2 separate regions of the Mus musculus genome follow, and region 1 is linked to region 2. A link is a contact called in public Hi-C data. All regions are on one chromosome and are shown on one strand. Each heading gives the region's core, a stretch centred on a gene start, on an enhancer-like site or on the middle of the called end of the contact. The rest is flanking DNA. Distances are from core to core; before and after follow the strand shown. Region 1 has its middle 180 kb from the start of Nr1d2. Region 2 has its middle 25 kb from the start of Gm32121.

Region 1 (5,358 bases), core at 1,654-4,153, 630 kb before region 2:
GAAAGTGTTTATCATCTGTGGGATTTCCCCAGGGGAATGTTTGGGGTAACTTATGTATATAATCATATTATTTGCAAATAAAGATACTTTGACTTCTTCCCTTTCAAAGGGTATCCCCTTGATCTCTTTCAGTTGTCTTATTGCTCTAGATAAGACTTCAAATACTATACTGAATAGTTATGAAGAGAGTGAGCAACTTCGTCTTGATCCTGATTTTAGTGGAATTGCTTTGAGTTTCTCTCCACTTAAATTGATTTTGGTTATGCTTTTGGTGTAAACTGTTTTACTATTTTGAGGTATGTCTCTTGTATCTTCAATCTTTCCAAGACTTTTATCATAGAGGGGTGCTAGATGCAGAAAGGCCATTTCTGCATCGGGTGAGATGACCGTGTAGCTTTGTCTTTCAGTTTATATGGTGGATTTCGGTTTATATGGTGGATTATACTTCTCAATGCATGTTGCACCATTCTTGCATCTCTGGGATGAAGCCTACTTGGTTATGATGGATGATCTTTTTGATATGTTTTTGGATTTGGTTTGTAAGTATTTTATTGAGAAATTATGCATTTATGTTTATATGGGAAATTAGTTTGTTATTCTCTTTGTTGGGTCTTTACATAGTTTGGAAATGAACTAGGCAGTGCTCCTTCTGTTTCTATTTTCTGGAATAATTTGAGATGTATTGACATTAACTCTTGTTTGAAAATCTGGTAGAATTCTGTGTTAAAACCATCTGGCCCTGGGCTTTGCTTATTTTATTTTATTTTATTTTATTTTATTTTATTTTTTGCATGAAACCTTTGTAATAACTGTTTCTATTTCACTGAGGGTTGATAGGTCTGTTTAAATTGTTTGTGTGATCTTGATTTAACTTTGATAAGATTTATATTTGGGAAAATTATCCATTTATTTTACATTTTCCAGTTTGGGAAAGTACTGCTATTTATTTATTTATTTATTTATTTATTTATTTATATTAGATATCTTATTCATTTACATTTGAAATGCTATCCATAAAGCCTGGGTCTGGTAGTTGAAGTACTGGTTTTAAAGTATGCCCTTATGATTCTCTGGATTTCCATGGTGTCTGTTGTTATGTCCCCCTTTCTTTCTAATTTTGTTTATTTCCTTAGAATGAGGAACAAAATACCCATGTAAGGAGTTACAGAGACAAAGTTTGGAGATGAGACAGAAGGAAGGACCATGCAGAGACTGACCCATCCGGGGATCCATACCATAATCAACCACCAAACGCAGACACAATTGCATATGCCAGCAAGATTTTGCCAACAGGACCCTGATATAGCTGACTCTAGTTAGGCTATGCCAGTGCCTGGCAAATACAGAAGTGGAGGCTCAGAGTCATCTATTGGATGGAACACAGGGCCCCCAATGAAGGAGCTAGAGAAAGTACCCAAGGAGCTGAAGGGGTCTGTAACCCTGTAGGATGAACAGCAATATGAACTAACCAGTACCCTGTGAGCTCATGTCTCTAGCTGCATATGTACCAGAAGATGGCCTAATTGGCCATCAATGGGAGGAGAGGCCCTTGGTCTTACAACGATCATATGCCTCAATACAGGGGAATACCAGGGCTAGGAAGTGGGAGTGTGTGGGTTGAAGAGCAGTATGGGGGAGGGTATAAGGGAATTTTGGGATAGCATTTGAATTGTAAATGAGGAAAATATCTAATAAAAATTGTTTAAAAAATGTTTAGTAGCCATTTGTGTTTCCTTTTCTGAGAACTTTCTGTTAAGCTCCACAGTTGATGCTCATAGTTCATGTGAGTTTAGGGTCACACCTATGAATCTATGGGTAGCACAGATTTCATTGGAGGGGTTATTTAAAAAGGAGGCATGAAGTTAGGAAGAGGTGGAAGTGATCTAGGGGGAGTTAGGGGAAAGTGGAGTGACCACAGTCAAATACTTTGTATATGTCTCCTGAGTACTGAGTTATATCCACATGCTCCCATACTTTGCATCTGCCTCCTGAAAACTGGGTTATAGCCACATGCAACCATGCAGGATTCTGCAAAATTCTGTTTTTATGCCATGCACACTCTACTTTCATGAATGATAGTGTTTCTTCTTCCTCACCATGTCTGCTTCAGTATTCCTGTCTACATGAGATGTATCTGTCAGGGACTTCTGGAGATGACATGGTTGTCTGAATTTGGGAAAATATGATAAGCTGTATGCCATCAATTCATATATATACATACACACACACACACACACACACACACACACACACACACACATATATGACTCATAATTACTATTGTGAAGAAAAAGTTATATCAACACATTTGAATAATCAGAATCTAATTATGCTTACTTTTGATAGACTTCCAAAGCAAGTCATCTTCCCAGATCCCGAGACTCTCAAGACAGTCACATAGAAGTTGCTGAGGTCTTATAGAAGAACTTCAAAATGCTTGCCTCAAGCTCTGATTCTTTCAAGCTTCCAGTCTAGCCTCACAACATTGAATAAGAACATCCTGGAATGTAGGAGATGGATTAATTCATTGCAGAACAACAACAAAAAATGTTCTGTTCTCCTCTAAGTTATAAATTGTTGTAGAAGCCAGCATGCTGGCTGTAGATTCCGGCTGTCTTATTACTCAGCCAAGCTGATTAAGAGTAATTTTGGTTAAAACAAATTTGTGCCTGGGCAAACAACCAACACATAGTTCCAACCAGAGGCAAGTCAACTGAGACTAAGTAGATGATACAGACTCTTAATAGCTCCTGGGATATTCAACACCATTTGGATGAACTGACAGCACTATCATGTCCCCGGCATGTTAGACTGTCCTGTAATTTATTTGGCTGTATTGTCCTCACTTGAGAGTTGGTTTTTGATTCTGGCACATCACTCTCACTGGTAATGGCTCAGATCATCCAGGCTGATTCATAGCTGCACAGAGGTTCCCTAACGAGCTTCTTAGATGACTGTTTCAGCAAGACAGATGGCAGACTTTATTTTTTCTGGCCCTTCTGCTTTTACATGGAATGATTGTGCATTCAAAGCACGTGCTACACAAGCCAAATCCTCCTGCGGCTCACCTCACATGTTTCTTTCTGGAAAATCTAAGACAGAGCAGCAGGGACAGTGGGTGCAGGGAGTCAGCTGCTGAGGACACAGAGTGATGGTAACCAGGCTAGGGCAGAGCTGAAAGGTTGTTTGTCTTGAGACTATGGGTTTCTTACGTTTTTGTCTTTGCTTAAACATCTTGGGTTGGTGATAGGGAACAATTTTCCATATACTGATGGCAACTGTGGTGCATTTTTTTTCTTTGAGTTTAATGCTGGCTTCTGAGCAGTTTCTAACTAATCATGGATGTGCTAGCAGGCAACAACAATGCTCTATCTGACAGGAACCCAAGAATACCACTTCAAGCCTTTTGAAGGTTCACTGTTTTTGTGTCCTTGGATCATGTCTCATATGGAATGGGTAGGGTCCTAGTTAAGCCTCCTGACTTAGAGGAGTGAGAAAAAAGTAAACATGAATTCAACTTGCCACTCTTCTCACACAATGCAATTCAATGTTCAATACCAGTCTCACAAGAAACTGAGGAAGTTTTAAATTGGAATTTAGAGGCTAAAGCTCATGATACCATGTATCAGCAAGAAAAGATGGTTCTTAAGCTTTCTATTCCTGTCATCCCAGGTTTATTCCTGATCTTATCCCTGTGTACCATAGATGACACTTAGGAGACTCAGTAGCTTATCACTCTGGAAAGTAGCCTGAATAATAAATATAAGATTTTCTAAAGTAGAGGTTTCCAGAATTTTGATAGAGATTTAAGGGTCCCTAGAAACAAATTAATCTTGTGGGGGTTTGTGGTGCTAGATGGGAAGACACAGAACACTGTTTCTTTCTGACCTATGGAGTTACAGAGTTGTATTATTTATGGAAGAAATGGGCTCTATAGCAGGATAGGTGTTCATGCAGCAGGAACTCCACCTCTCCTTCTCATTTTGTTCTCCATAGTCATCACCTTGATTTTCTCTCTCCTCCTGTAAAGTTTGTTTCTGTTTGGGCACCTCACAATCTGTTATCTAATTACACAATGACTGATATTCTGTAATGTGGGTGATTCAGAAAAGAGACAGTGAAAGCCTGGAAGTTCTCTGGGTAGGTGGGTAGCTATGGTGAGATCACTATGCTCTTCATTTCAGGATGCTAAAATCATTTATTCTCATGTCTTTGTGCAACATTGCTGAATGTTTCTCCTAGGCTTCACCTTTGACCTCCTTTCTAAGCAAGGCAAAACCAACTTTAGAAACTTTTCTCTAGAGGTACTCTGCATGGATATACAATGCTTCTCCTCCCAGAAGATATAGTTTATCAAATAAAAATCTCAGTACTAGGTATAGGAGACCTGCCTTGAATTGTTAGTCATGGAAGCCAGAGGCTTTCCAAACAGGGCAGGTTATTGCCATTGTTATTGATTTTTAGCATCACTGGATGGCAAAGTCCTATTGTTGAAGACACCATATATATTTATTATAGAGTATAGAGAAATCCAACTGGAACTGACTTGGATCTCCTCATTGGTCACTAACTTTCACAATGTTAGAAGATGCTATAATGCCAATCTTCCAGGCAAGGTGTACTTCTGGTGAAATAATGTAATGATTGTTATGGTACCAAGTTCCAGCCTCAGATTTGTTGGGGATTCTGAAGAAGGGGTGTGTAGGAGCATTGGAAAATGACTCTCAAAGTCAATTGTGAGTATGAGCTGATGGCCTTGTAGTCTGCTTGAGATGGCAACCCAGAAAGCTCTCTGTGGATAGCACTTGGCTCTGTAGTTTGCTTGAGACAGCTCTCTCTTGCTAGGAAAATTCTATAAGTTCTCTGGATATAGCTCATGGCTTTTCTGACCAAAGTCAGAAGAGCTGCTAGAAAAAAATTCTTGAGTTTTCTGATCAAAGTCAGTAATCTTGCTAGAAAAATTCTAAAATAGCTGTGTTTGCTCTCCAAGCAGTTCTCTCTGGGTAGCTCTCTTTTGCAAACCAAAGTCTAGTCTTTTATTTCCATAATTTAATCATTTACATAGGGTCACTTTTGATTATCCCATGAGTCAGTATTTTATGACTTTAGCCCCTTGATTCTTACAAAAAGACAACAAGTACACTTTTTTTTAAACACATGAATTTCTTGACTTTGTAAGCACAGGCAATAAGCTAGCTGAGCAGAATTTTGCCCTGAGATTATCATTCCAACTATACCCAGATCTAAATTTACTCTGTCCCAGGCTGACCTTGAACTCAGGAACCTGCCTGCCTTTGTAAGCACAAATTTAGCTGAGTGGGATTTTGCCCTGCAGTCACCATTCCTGAAATCTCTTAA
Region 2 (5,166 bases), core at 1,429-3,928:
TGGAGGAAGGAGCCACTGTTATAAGTGTACAGACTATAAATAGACTCTATCGAATTTTATCTGACACACAAATAGGTGCTCAAGTGGTGTATTTGAAATGAATATAAGCCTGAAAAACAGAATAATTAAATATTGCATATATCGCAACAAATAGAGCTGTACCAAGTAGCAGAAGCTAGTAATACCAATGACTCAGGAGGCTCGTCAGGGAAATAGGAAGTTCAAGACCAGTTGGGGATGCAGTCAGCCTGAAAAGTTATTGCACACAGGGACAGGGTAGAATATTTACATGCTTAGAGGTAGAATATTTACATGTTGGAACTCACTTTCTCTGACCACCATATATCTATTTACACCTTGTCTTTCCAATTCAACTCACAAACAGTTATGGATCACAAGTATCTCTTTCCAAAACTGTATCTCAGTGGGTTCCTCACAAATGCCTTGATGTAGGCAGCTGGCAAGCTTTCTCGGTAACCTAGTTGTAAAGCATTTGGGGTTGCAACATGGCTTTTCAAATTAAGCACTGAAGACCATTCTTTGTCCTATTTATAGTAGGGCTTATCCAATATCCCTGACTTTCACCCACTACATGCTAATGGCTCTCATGTTGCAATAGTTGAACAAGGTCCCATACATTGGCTAGGGCTCTTATGAGAGAACACAAAACAAAACAAAATAAAACAAAACAACAATAAAAACCACTCTTCCATGAAAAGTGTTGGTCACAGTGATGCTATAGTCTCTGCCCTGGCTGCTACTATATACTAGGTCCCCCCTTTTTTTTTTTTTTTTTTTGAGGCAGAACTTCATGTACATTTGGCTGGCCTGGAACCTGAATTTTGACTTGGTTGTCTTTAAACTCAAGGAGATCTGTCAGGCTCTGCCTCCTGAATGCTGGGACTAAAGGCCTTGTCTCCACATTCAGCTCCAAGATCCCTGATGAACACAGTTGTTCTATCAAGTGAGACTTGAAGACTCTCTACTTTCCTCTTTGGTGTCTAGAAATGTCTTGTTCTGGCATTGTAAAGAGAAAGTGTCCCACTGCTATCCATTGACAGTGAGTCTGCAATACTTTCTCTTTGAGAAGATGGCACGTGTATGCTTGGGAAGGAAGGGAGAACAGGTCAGAAGTCGCCTTCAAAGTTTTCAAAGATAACCTGTAATCTACTCCTTCGGGGAAAACTTCCCATCCCATTCTAGTAGGCCTGAATGGAAGTAGCACCCCTCCAAGCTTCCACATCATGAGAAGACCCCCACTAATCCCCAGGACATCTATCAAGCTGGAGCTAGACCCTCAGGTAAAATTCTCTGAGCTTAGCATAGAAAATAAGAGTTACCAAATCAAAGACCTTAGTAAACAATGAGTGGCCAGATGGATGAGTCATGTTTTCAATGGTGAGCTTGATCTGGTACCAAGCTATTTCTATTTGAAGAACAACTGTTGACCCTGCTCAGCAGGTACTGGCTTTTGATCTTTTTACTTGCAATACTACCAAATGCATTTTCTTTTCCCAGTGAACATCTGCTAACCATTAAGTATTTTCAAAAGTCACACCAATTTGAGCTGGAGAGTAACTACTGAAAGTGCTCTCTGTGTTAGCATAAAGACTGAGTATGGAGCCCCAACATCCTATTTGAGAACTAGGTATGGGACATGGAATGCCTTTGTGACCCCAGGGCTTTCTGGGTTAGGGGGACAGCAGAGGGAATAAGGGAGATTCTGGGGTTTGATGGCAAGGCAGTCTAAGCAACCGGTATGTTTCAGAATTAGTGAGAGACTATCTGGAAAGCTAAGTTGGGAAATCAGTTCAGGAACACACACACACACACACACACACACACGATACCAATTTAACAAAGGATATAGTTTAAGGATACTTTAAAGGTTTTTCTGAAACGCTTTCTGTCTCCCTCTGACTGATCTGGCATTGGTCTGTAGGCTGACATCAGGCTCGCAGCAATCCTCCTGCCTCATCTCCACACATTCTGTGATTAAAGTTATGTAGTAATCTGCTCAGTTGTTAATATTTTCTAAAAATTACTGTTTAATTTATATGGCAAACAAACATTTTCCATCAAGATTTCAGTTGAATTCTATCATAAATAGTGTTTCAGTTCTAGTCTGCTCTGTTCTATATCTCTCCTAGACTTTGAAGTAAAGATGGATCTTTAAAACCATATCCATTTACTTTGAAAATAGAACAGCAGCTTCCATTCATTCTAAACAGATGTACTGTGGGTGTAATGTGCAAAAGGTATCAGTCCTTACTCTAAAGAAAGACATTTCATTCACATCCGAGCTGAATACATAAGGCCCAAACCATTCTCTTCTCTGTGACTGTTTCACACAAATCATTTATTAGTCACATCTTTTACATAACAAATTACATCATGTATGTCTGTTAAGAAGAATTATAATTTAATTACATAAATTTGAAATGAAGGCAAAAAATTTCCCTGGTGTGTTCTATATTTATACTTGAACTTCTTTCCTCTCTGGAGTATACAGTCCTGCCTTGACCCTGGGGAACTGTGGCTTCATCTTCTGAAAACACTTCTCTATTTTTATACCCTCATTAAAAAAAAAAAAAGACAAAAAATAAACCCTCCAACCTACAACAGAATTCCAGATACATAGCAGTCTGAAATACATAGGCAGGCCTACTCTCTTAGAAGCAGAAAAATCATCATGCAACCTGGGTTCCACATTCTTGATTCTTGACTGATAATAACCTAGTTCCGTTTCCTGAAGGAAAAAAGGAAGCCCATTTATTATCGACAGAGGCACCCTACACAATCAATCCTTCTTTAATGTCTCTGAGAAACCAGAAAATGTTATTTATGGCAGTTAATTTATCAGCTAAAGCAATAATAACAGATTGCTTATAAATGGTGTCACCATGGGCTGATGTGGGAGTCAGGCAGAACCAAGGGACAAGTCCCCTCCGTGGCTTTATGTATACTATTGGACATAGGACCCGAAGATCAGCTACAAAGCTTTAGCTTCTTAATTTTTCTTAGGACAATAATCGTTTCACAAAGCAAATGAGCTTAGACAAACATGGCTATTGAAATCTAATTTGAAAATGCAAGAAATGCTTAAGAGGGCTAAATTTTTGGATGGTAATGTAGCATCCTAAATACTAAATTTAAAAAAGTGGTACAACTGGGAATTGTTTATAAAGATGCGTGAACCTTAGCATTTGATTGGTGATGTTTCACTGTATGAATGAATGACTAGTGATGAAGGATAATTGGCAGCTGGCATAAGTGCACCCTGCATGCTTACTTGGTTATATCCTGCTACATCTATTATGTCCAGAAATGCCCCGCATTTCTAGAGCAGCAACAATGTTATTTACTTGGTTTGCATGAGTAAATTATTAACAAACCACTCAAATGACATTTTGTTTTTGCTTTTCCTCACAGGTTCCTTCACCATCGTTTACTGGGCAAGAGAAGGGCGTTTAAACCTGGCAGCAAAACTTGCCAGATATGGAAGGTCACACTTCTCTAGGGAATCTAGAACGCTTGTTTCTCTCTTTAGATAAACCAAGAAAACTTGAAGCTATCTAGTCTCAAGAGCCAAAGCCAAGTCCACAAGAAGACACCTTAATGTTATTTTTTTTTAATCCATACTGAATTTTAATCCATACTGAATGCTCAGCCTTGTCTTTCCCAGCTATCCTCACTAAATTAACTTGCATAAATTTTCTCTCAGACCCAAACTTCCCTAAGTCATTGTTCCCCTTTTATGGCAGTGGTCTTAGAAACACACTTAGTGTACAGAAGACACCTGGAAGATAATAGGATTAGTATCTGTGGAAGATAATAGGATTAGTATCTGAGCATTGTCTGACTATGCACTAGAGAAGCAACGGCTGACAACAGTCTCTCACATTTATTCCTATGGTTGCTACCCCTAGGTAGAAACATTATCAATAACCTCTTAACAACATAGTAATTAGTCTAAAATGAAAGGCTTCCATTATGAGCCACATCTTCTGGGGTTCTGATCTTTGAATCCTCACTCTCTGCATTAAATACAGCTCACCCTGTAAGCTGAATCTACAAACTGTTGAATCAGAGATGAGCTGTATCAGATGTGAAATTAAGACGAAAAGGTCGAGAAGTCCTTAGGCTACATTTTAGGAGCCCTGAGCTCAGACATAAGAAGTCCACAAACTGTACAGAAAGATCATCAGGAGAGGCAGGATGCTAAGCCCTGAGATACCTGTCAAGAGACAAAGAGGTGATCCCAGCTTCCTGTTCATCTCTGGATCCCTATAACAAGCCCACACCCACCAAGATCCAGTTCTGACCACCTTCTTGCAGCAGTTGCTAATAGATCACAGCTCAACTATGACCAGCAAAAACATCAACACATTAAACAGAACTCTATTATTTAACCCCCAAATGGTACTCAGGATACTGCAAAATTTTTAAATGGTCACTTTGAGCGCAAACATTTGGAGTAGTTTGATATTTCATAATAAATAGCTAGAGGCAAGAGGGGAAAAACAGCTTTGCCTTCTGTTTTAAGCCCACATTGACTAACACTTTTCTCTGCCCACTCCTTGCCTACTTTAACTTTTGATTATACATTTGACTATCACATATGACTAAGGTAAGAAAGTGCCTGCATGATATGTTAATCCTTGTTAATGGATCCCACTCATGGATGCATGTGGGGCATTGGGAGTGGGGGAAAGAGGGAGTGGGAGAAAATCCGTTTCCTACCAGAGTTTCGGTACTCTGGGCAGGCAGACATGGAAGGACTGCTGCATGCTTTCCACGAGGTCCCGGGTGGTGTCTGGCTGTGTGAAGCCACGGAATCTGAGCTTGCTGGGGGTGGGGGTGGGGGTAGGGAAGGACAAGGTGCAGTCCTAATAACAGGTTCTCAGTCTCTGGCATCTCACACTGGATACCACGGAAAATCTGAAAGCCAGCCCCAGGGCCGAAGGGAGGAAAGGGCAGGAGGAGGGGGTGGGGGTGGGGCGCTAGGTGGTTCTCACGTGGGCAAGAGTCCCTGGTCTGCGGTGGCTGGAGTGCAGGAAGGCCTTCCGGAGGAAAGTTAGACATGGCTCATTAAGGGAAAGTCTATCCCATCATTCATGTATTGTTGGGAGCCGCCCCCACATTCGCCGTCACAAGATGGCGCTG

The links. Hi-C and Micro-C count contacts between places; a contact is called where the count stands out from the background.
Region 1: a contact with region 2 is called in a Hi-C map of cortical neurons, with 2.9 times the contacts expected there. The contact joins two enhancer-like sites. A contact is called at or near these places in 1 of 484 Hi-C or Micro-C datasets (cortical neurons) and 1 of 115 datasets of contacts at active chromatin or transcription factors (large pre-B cells).

Annotation. Positions count from the first base shown.
Region 1 is chr14:18,059,901-18,065,258 of GRCm38.p6, reverse strand. No RefSeq gene overlaps it. Among named protein-coding and RNA genes, the nearest start is that of Nr1d2, 180 kb to the left of the region's middle. Within about 2 kb of position 2,903, at least 22 of the 459 cell types and tissues checked have an H3K27ac peak or open chromatin away from gene starts, as enhancers often do. A contact at or near this core is called in cortical neurons, where this site is marked.
Region 2 is chr14:17,430,648-17,435,813 of GRCm38.p6, reverse strand. No RefSeq gene overlaps it. Among named protein-coding and RNA genes, the nearest start is that of Gm32121, 25 kb to the right of the region's middle. Within about 2 kb of position 2,678, at least 16 of the 459 cell types and tissues checked have an H3K27ac peak or open chromatin away from gene starts, as enhancers often do. A contact at or near this core is called in cortical neurons, where this site is marked.